3 separate regions of the Sus scrofa genome follow, and all the other regions are linked to region 3. The links are chromatin contacts, called in public promoter capture Hi-C maps. All regions are on one chromosome and are shown on one strand. Each heading gives the region's core, a stretch centred on a gene start, on an enhancer-like site or on the middle of the called end of the contact. The rest is flanking DNA. Distances are from core to core; before and after follow the strand shown. Region 1 has its middle 200 kb from the start of TSC22D2. Region 2 holds the start of SELENOT (selenoprotein T). Region 3 holds the start of TSC22D2 (TSC22 domain family protein 2).

What was found. Promoter capture Hi-C pulls out the DNA fragments that hold promoters and counts their contacts.
Region 1: a contact with region 3 is called in a promoter capture Hi-C map of liver, with 11 times the contacts expected there. The contact joins the enhancer-like site here to the promoter of TSC22D2 in region 3. A contact is called at or near these places in 3 of 5 promoter capture datasets (fetal skeletal muscle and liver), 20 of 47 Hi-C or Micro-C datasets (alveolar macrophages, brain, embryonic fibroblasts and 12 more) and 1 of 2 datasets of contacts at active chromatin or transcription factors (skeletal muscle).
Region 2: a contact with region 3 is called in a promoter capture Hi-C map of fetal liver, with 2.7 times the contacts expected there. The contact joins the promoter of SELENOT here to the promoter of TSC22D2 in region 3. A contact is called at or near these places in 1 of 5 promoter capture datasets (fetal liver), 4 of 47 Hi-C or Micro-C datasets (epiblast stem cells, heart right ventricle and liver) and 1 of 2 datasets of contacts at active chromatin or transcription factors (alveolar macrophages).

Annotation. Positions count from the first base shown.
Region 1 is chr13:90,441,103-90,443,978 of Sscrofa11.1, forward strand. No RefSeq gene overlaps it. Among named protein-coding and RNA genes, the nearest start is that of TSC22D2, 200 kb to the right of the region's middle. Within about 2 kb of position 1,454, at least 23 of the 83 cell types and tissues checked have an H3K27ac peak or open chromatin away from gene starts, as enhancers often do. A contact at or near this core is called in embryonic fibroblasts, fetal liver, liver and 1 more, where this site is marked.
Region 2 is chr13:90,816,870-90,819,678 of Sscrofa11.1, forward strand. It overlaps SELENOT (selenoprotein T), which reads left to right and starts at 1,540. Exons shown (of 5, transcript NM_001163408.1): 1 at 1,540-1,710. The coding sequence starts at 1,574. It also overlaps the pseudogene LOC102163661.
Region 3 is chr13:90,639,094-90,642,091 of Sscrofa11.1, forward strand. TSC22D2 (TSC22 domain family protein 2) reads left to right here and starts at 1,402. Exons shown (of 3, transcript XM_005652407.3): 1 at 1,402-2,998. The coding sequence starts at 2,445.

The DNA.
Region 1 (2,876 bases), core at 204-2,703, 200 kb before region 3:
TGGGGGATGGAAGAATATATTGTCCATGGGTTGATAATATTGAAACTAGGTGATGAGTACCTGAGTTGGCTTTGGAAAAAATTTTTAACACTCCTACAAATTGATAGGGAAAAAAGGCAACCTAAATGAAAAATAAACAAAGGGTGTAAATGGGCAATTCATGAAAGAAATATACATGGCCAAAAAACATATGCAAAGTGCTTAACCTTGCCAGTAACGAAGAAGTGGCAAATATGAAAAAGCAATGAAAGATCAATAAGAATAGGGGGAAAGAGGTATTCCCACCGGTATGACCATATTGAAGGATCATTTGGTAGAATTCTTCAAAATTTGAAATGTGCATTTCTGTAAACTCAACAGTTTCGCTTGAGGTATACCTATCTTAGAGAAATGGTCAAATGGGTGGACAAGAATATCAGTCTATTGAAGTATTTTTTTTGAAATGGCAGCACCCTAGAAGCAAAACAAATATCCATCAATGGAGAAGTGGTTAACAAAAAGTAGTTAAAACATGATATAGGGGCCCTCCCACAGCAGTTAAAAAGAAAGACCCTGTGGGCTGATGTGGTTAAGAGCTCTAGGACATATTGTTAAGTGAAAAAATCATCTTACAAAGGACTGTGTTCCATTTGATCTCACTTCTGTAAAAATAAAACTAAAATACCTAGAACAAGTCCCCCTAAAAATGGTATATTTGTAAACATTCACACATGTATGTATGACTTGGTATATATATATCTATATCTCTATATATCTATATATAGAGATATAGATATACACACACACACACACATATTCTGCTTCGTTGATTTTTTGTAAGAGTACATCCACAGTGCTTGTGTAATTTTCTTTCACTTTATAAGGTATTTGAACATTGAATTTGGCAACAAATACAGCGTGAATGATCTGAGCAGGCGCAGTTTCCATGGTGCAATGGGAGATGGACCATCATGGACTGGGAGCCTGGTAGGTCCTCCTCAGAGGTTATGCCTCACGCCAGGCGCTGCCCCACGCTCCCCTCCAGGTCCCATCAGTGCAAAGGGAACCAGCCAAGCTGTAAGATGCAGAAACTCAAACACACACATTTTTCCTATTTAAAAAGATTTCCTAAATGTGTCTTGTCATAGGATTTTAGGGCCAGGAGGGATCTTTGAGACCAGCTCATTCAGTCCTGATTTTTAAGGATGAGAAAGCTAGGGTCCAGAGAATCTCAAAGAGTAACCCAAAAGCCCCCAGACTGTTTGGCTACATACCAAGAGCACAGCCGGGAAAGCATGCCCAGGAAACTTCTGAACGTTTGGGAACCATGAGGAAGTAACTGGGGAATTATGTGTTCAGGACGAGCATCCAGATTAGAATTCCTGCAAAGTTGCTGACAGCCACATATGAGTGACCACATCCAGCGATAAATCACCAGGATCAGGAGAATGAATCATCCCAGGCTTTGTTCTTTGTAGGACAGCACATTTTTCTCTGGCTCTCTCTGTTCTATATCAGGAGATTGTTTCCACCGGGGTCACTGGGCTGAAGGACCCACTAAATTTGGCCTCATTCCTGTCTTGGCAAGCTGCCGTGGCCAGGGTGATGGAGGAGTGTTTACACGTGTCAGGTCCCAGGAACATTTTCCCTGTTCTGCCTGATAAAGCCCAGAGTCAGATGGGCAGAGTGGTGAAAAGAGCACTGGACGAAGAGTCAGCCAGCTCGGAACTGGATTCTGTTACACCATGAACGCAGTTGTATAAGCTTGAGCCAATCACTTGGAAGTCTCTAAGCATGCAAAATCAACAGGTCTTGTGTTTTGGGAACCTGTTTGGGAATGAAAGTAGCTTCCAGCCTGAGGACCCACTTTCAGAATAGGTCCTCTCAAACAGAGTGAAAAAAGAAACACAATGTTGGGCCATAGTTGTATAGAACCAAGGCCAGACACAAAGGAAAGGACAGGAAGGACAAAGTAGCCATCATTATTCCATCTGTGTCCAGGGAGAGCAAGTCAGTTCATTCTCAGAGCCAACTCTTTGTTTTTTGTTTGTTTGTTTGTTTGTTTTGGCTGTGCCCATGGCATGCAGAAATCCTGGGTCAGGAATTGAACCTGTACCGCAGATGTGACAATACCAAATCCTTAACCCACTGCTCCACCAGAGAACTCCAGAGCCAACTCTTTGTAGTGGCTGCCTGGAGCAATGTGTTGGGAAGGATGAGAATTAAGGTGGCGCTCAGAGAAGAATATTCTCTCATCCATTAATGACGTCTGCCACAGGTGAGGAGGGGATAGAACGGGATAGGGCCCATCATGTTTTTGTTATTCCTGCACCCAGTTACTACATTGATGTTCCTATAACCGTGAGCCCATAAACCCAGTGCAAAGCAGGAAAATGCATGGGATGAAATCTTAGAAAATTTCAGGAAGCTGGCTCATTTGGGATAACAGAGCAAGGAATAAGGAAGGCTGGGTTCTGTTCTTTGGTCTGTCATTAAATAATTAATAATCTTGGCAGAAATCATTAACAGGTTGAGATCCCTATTGAAACCGAGTCCCCCTAAAACTGAGTTCCCCTCCAAGTTTATGATTAACCTCTCCTTCCAAAACTTTTTTCCCTTTCTTGTTCTACCCCTATTTCCCTCAGGATTGAGGAGTATCAAAGAAAAGGGGATATGGAAGCCAAACAGGATCCTGCAGGGCCCTCCCAGGTACAATCCCCTCTGATTCCCTCCGCATATTGTTTGACCTTCCCTGAGTTCCAAAGAGCAGACCTAAGCAGTTAATGATTAAAACGACGGAGTTACAGAACCCCTTTCTTCCAGAAGGTATATACTTAACAAGCTGAAGCATATCTTTGAGTTCTTCCACGGAAACTAAGACCCCCATGGTGACTCCG
Region 2 (2,809 bases), core at 290-2,789, 180 kb after region 3:
ACCTACACCACAGCTCACGGTAATGCTGGATCTTTAACCCACTGAGCAAGGCAAGGGATCGAACCCACAACCTCATGGTTCCTAGTCGGATTCGTTAACCACTGAGCCACAATGCGAACTCCCTATTATGAAGTGTTTTGACTTTATATCCTTAAATTAGGAAACAATTTTTTTCTTTTTTTTTGGCTGTGCCTGTAGCATATGTAAGTTCCCAGGCCAAGGATAAAACCCAGTAGCCCAAGCCCCTGCAGGGATAAAACCAATCCTTAACTCACTGTGCCACAAGAGAACTCCTAGGAACTAGAAAACTTTTTTTTTTTTTCTTTTTAGGGCCGCACTCACAGCATATGGAGGTTCCCAGGCTAGGGGTTGAATCAGAGCTGCAGCTGCAAGTCTACGCTGCAGCCACAGCAAGCCAGATCCAAGCTGGATCTGAGACCTACACCACAGCTCCCCACAATGCCAGATCCTTAACCCACTAAGCAAGGCCAGGGATTGAATCAGCCTCCTCATGGATACTAGTTGGTTCTTAACCTGCTGAGCTGCAATAGGAACTCCTAGGAAACAATTTTTGTTCATGTGCTTACATTCAAGTTATTGGCTATTAGGAACTATAGGAATATGCATTTATTGAGAACTTACTGTTTCTTGAACTCATAACTGATGTATTTTATAACTGTAATACCTGGGCTAAATGATCCAGAATGACTGACATTTATTAATTTTGAGACTTAATTTTGGTCCCGATTTGAACAAATGAACAATAAAAAAATAAACATTAAGACAGGAAATTTAAACAGTGAATATTTTGGTACTAAGTAATAATTTTTTTAAGGTGGTATTGTATTGTGGTCAAGAATACCACCAAAAGAATATCTTTTAGAGATACATGCTTTTAAAAATCTATAGATGAGGTAATATGTCTGATATTTTCTTCTCTGGTGGAGAAGTGGTTAGAGCTATACAGAAGTAAGATACCCAAATGCCAGTAATTGTTAAAGGTCGTTGACAAGTTAAGGTAATTATTTTCTTGTATTTGAAGATTTCCAAAGGTCTTCAAAAAAAATTCTTCTAGGCGAGAGCAATATTGCAAGTTTAAACAAAAGGCTGCAGCACGCAACCAAAGAGTGAAACATTATGTATCTTAAGGCGTAGGCTTTCTCTTGTATCTCCCACACGTGAATCAAAGCTGTTAAACAGCTGTCCCTAAGTGCCTCAAGGGAGATAAATGTCCGAATTACATGAAAGTGTATGTGGAACTCAGGTGTAGTCAGGAGGTATAATTAATAGGCTACGTTGACGTCCCACCAGCTGTTTAGGTCCCTCCCTAATCATCTCACTCTATCCCAGAGCCTCTGCAAACATCCAAGATGGTGGGTCAGGACCGTGAAACAGGTCAGCTCTCCCTCCCAGAGCGTGCGCGGGCGCCGGAACACGCAGGCGCATTCCTGCTTCCCTACCCGACCTTGGCGGATCGCGCCTGCGCGGTGGGGAGCAGCTCGCGGCTCCGGCTCGGCCTTGGGCTGGCTGCAGTCTTAGTGTGAGGGCGGCTGGAGTGGCTGGCACGTTTATGATGAGGCTTCTGCTACTTTTCCTGGTGGCGGCGTCGGCGGTGGTCCGGAGCGATGCCTCGGCCAACATGGGAGGCGTGCCTGGCAAGAGATTAAAGATGCAGTACGCCACGGGGCCGCTGCTCAAATTCCAGATATGGTGAGTATATGTGCCGGGCCCCAGCCGCGCCGGTGTTCCTCTGCCCGGCGCCTTTCACTACTCGAGGCCCCTGCTTCACGGCCCAGAGGACTTAACCGTCCCTGGTCCGGAAGAACGGCGCCAGCAGCCTTCCGCTGCTTGCCCTCTCCCGAGCTCTTCTCGGAAATGGCCAGGCCGCCCTCCTTGCCTCCAAGCACAACCGCTCACTTCTCTTTTGCTTTATACAGTGGGAGGAGTGGGGAAAGAGGACACAAGAAGGTTAAATGCTGAAAGGCGCAGACGCGGGGACGCTTGGAGCACCGGGCGGCGGCGTCACGCCATGGCTACCCGGCTTTCTGCGGTGGTGGGCATGAGTCGGCGCAGTGTCGGCGCAGGAGCTTCCAGCGTTTGTCACTTGGTTCACTTTTCTCCTAGCCTTTCGCGGGTTTTGCCAGGTGGCGTCGCTGCCCCGTTTGGTGAAGGTTAACTCAGGTCGTTGGGGGGGACCTGCTAGCGACAAACGCCTTTTTCTCCAGGATCTGCCGGGGTGACTGTCGGGTGAGGGAATAGGGATTCTGACAGCTAATAGGCATGGATGGGTCCGGGAGGCTCGTTCTCAGTTTGCAGTTTCCAAAATGTCTTTGCAAAGGAGCACCTCGCTCTTCTGACTACCGCTCGCTCCCAGACAACTGGGTCTTCTCCCCCATTCCTCTTACTCGCACCTCCAGGGAGTTCCCTGCTCTGGCATCTCTTTCTACCTTTCAAATCTCTTGGACATTCAGAAAATTAGAGGAAACAACCCTTTTCACCCCCAACCCGGCGGTTTTCGACGGTGTTCTGTAAGTGGTTTTGTTGTTACCTAGTTAAGTATTGGAAGCAGAGCAGTAATGCACATGCTAAGGTAAGTGGTGTTGGAGAAGGTTTGAAAGGCTCAGATTAAAAATAAAAACCAAAATTGTAAAATTGTGGAAATTAGAACCTGTATCTCAAAAGATGACTTTATTTCAGTATAGGATGGTCAGATTAGAGGCCATAAAGCATTTAAAATCATCTTTTTTCAAACTTCATATTTTAATGTAACGGTACTAAAGTTTAGATTTTCTACTTACCCAACTAGTTT
Region 3 (2,998 bases), core at 152-2,651:
GAAATTACACATTTCAAAATGAAACATTCTATTAGCTATCTCTGCCACAATAGCAGCATAATGTTACACTTTGTTCCTTTATTCCCCCCCCACCCCCTTAAGAAACAGGGATGTTATTATGTGGTCTTATTTCACATCCTGTCTTCAGTCACTTGGGTTTGGAGGGCATGGTTTCTACTGGTAAATGACATATCTCTGTATTTTATTTACAACTGAGGGCCTTAAAAAAAACTGTAAATTTTAATTATCAGAACATTCTTAGGGATAAAAAGTATTTTTATTCTTCAAAAATTAGAGAACTGAGTACAATGATTAACTGATTTATGTCAGTCATCATGAGGAAATTTTGATTTACATCAAGACATCTTAGATTTTACCTAAATGATGTATGTCCAAAGTTCAAGAGTCCCCTTCCTCACCATTTTTTATCTGTTTATAAAAATGGCCCTTACCATTTTCTTCTACCAGAAAGGAACTAAACGGTGATAAATTCTCCACTACTTTCATAGCTACTTCTGGACAGGAAAGGGTGCTTTCTAACGTTTTCTGATTGTTCATGGCCCAATCCAAACCATCTAACACTCTGGCTCCTACTAAGAGTTTTAGAATAAACAAAAGAAAGAACTACAACTATTTAACGCAGTAGGTTCTACATTTATGGAGCCCATAAGCTGATTTCATGCTGAAAGTAAAAACAGTCTCAAGATGTTTAAATGAACTCTTCGATGCTGGAATCACAACAAACTCAAGAAAATTAGGAATATGTTGGTAACCTCTAATCTTTTTTTAAACTGACCTCAGCCTGGGCAAGTAACCATCTTCTGATGCCATTGCCTGAGACAGAATTTCTGGCTGAAAGATCCTTTTTCTGACTCAGTCTGGCTTGCTATTCTTGGTTAATCATCCCCATTTCTCTCAACATTTCACTCCTCTGACTATAATAGATAACATTTATTTTCAGGAAAGACTTTTTAGGTGATTCGGTTCCTCCAGCCGCCTCCCTCTTTATTCTAGTTAAATACCCCAACCCCCATTCCCATCACCTTGTTTCACTAAGATTTTGCTAAACATTAGACACAGTAAGCACATGATCTCCAGTCTTCCAGTGTCTTGGAAAAAACTGATATAAAAACATTCGATTGGCGCGGCTGGAAGTTTCTCTAGGCTTGGAATTTTAGAGTTTTTAGTTGTTCAACTCTTAAAGACCGAAAGAGCAAAATATAAAAAAAATTTTTAAATAAAAAACCGCTCCCCTTTCTTAACCTTTAGCCCCGCCCATTGCCCCCCCAGCCTCCACGCGAAACTGCAGGAAACCGGAGGAGGCGGGGCGGTGACGTCACGACGCCGGTGCGTCACGGAACGGCGGCTGCGGCGCTGGCGGTGGCTGCGGCGCGGCGGCATTTTAGTCGGCAGCAGCGGCGGCAGCAGCGGGGCTGCTGCTACTCCCAGCATCCTTGGCGCGGCCATTTCAGCCCCATCTTGGCCGAGGGGAGGGAGCTGCAGCCGTCGCTTCAGCAGTTTGAATTTCAGTTTCTCCAGGACCTGCGAACTGGGCGCACCGAGGAGAAGCCTAAGAAGCTACCGCCGCTACCTCACACAGCTGGAGCGCCGCCGCTCGCCGGCTAGCCGGCCGCCGCCCCTCACTCTCTCAAGAGCCGCGAGGGGAGGCCGAGACCGCCGCCGCCGCCCGCCTGCGGGGGTGGCTCCCCCTGTGTAAGGGGAGGACCGAGCCGGCTTTCTCCTCCCCCGGAGCGGGTTTCCGCCAGAGACGGTCGACATGTCCCTGGGGTTGAGCTCCGGCTAGAGCCGGGGAGGGAGGGCCGCCCGCCCGCGCCGAAGCTCCGCCGCCCGCCCGCGGCGCCTGGCTGAATCAGGAATCCCGGCTCCGGACTCGCCACTCTTTCTCCGTCCACCCTCGGCGTCCGAGAGCTCGGAGCTGACGCCGGCACTGGCTCTAGGAGCCGGAGCGGGGCAGCACCGCCCCTCACGCCGCCGCCGCCGCCGCCGCCTCCTCCCCTTCGCCCTCCCACTCCCACCCCCAGCCAAGGCCTGCTGACCGCGCCGAGCGCCGAGCTGGACTGACCACGGCAGCCCGGAGACAAGAGGAGGAAGCAGCCGGCCCGCCCCTGGAAACGCGCTCTCGCCGCTACTGGGGGTATTGAATTGAGGCGCCGCGGCTGCGGGAGGCGAGAAGGAAGGAGGAGCCGCCGCGCGAGTGAGACCCGGGCAGAGCCGGAGAAACCGACATCGAGAAGGAAACGGGAGGAGGATGTCTCACCGAGCAGCCGGTGCCCAGATCAGCCCGTGACTCGTAACAGCGTCGGGCCTCAGACCCCGGTGCGGACCCGGACTTTGTCTTTGGGGGCCGGTGCTCTGCCCTTCCTGGTTTCCGGCAAGATCGCAGAGGAGCCGCCGTGCCACTCTGCTCTCCAGCCTTCCTCACCATGTCCAAGATGCCGGCCAAGAAGAAGAGCTGCTTCCAGATAACCAGTGTCACCACGGCCCAGGTGGCCACTAGCATCACTGAGGACACTGAGAGCCTGGACGACCCGGACGAGTCACGCACAGAGGACGTCTCCTCCGAGATATTCGACGTTTCTCGGGCCACGGATTACGGGCCCGAGGAAGTCTGCGAGCGCAGCTCCTCCGAAGAGACGCTCAACAATGTTGGGGATGCGGAGACCCCTGGGACCGTCTCCCCCAACCTCCTCCTGGACGGGCAGCTGGCGGCCGCGGCGACCGCTCCCGCTAACGGAGGAGGAGCCCTTTCGACCCGGAGCGTGGCTGGGGTGCTGGCCAGTACCCTGGCATCGGCCGCCACCTCGGCCCACTCTTCGGGGGCCCCCGGCGTGCCCCCTGTCGCAGGCCCCTCCGCCGGGCCGGGGACTGCCGCCCCATCGCAGCCCCCTACCACTTGTAGCTCCCGTTTTCGCGTGATCAAGCTGGACCACGGCAGCGGGGAGCCTTACAGACGCGGCCGATGGACGTGTATGGAATA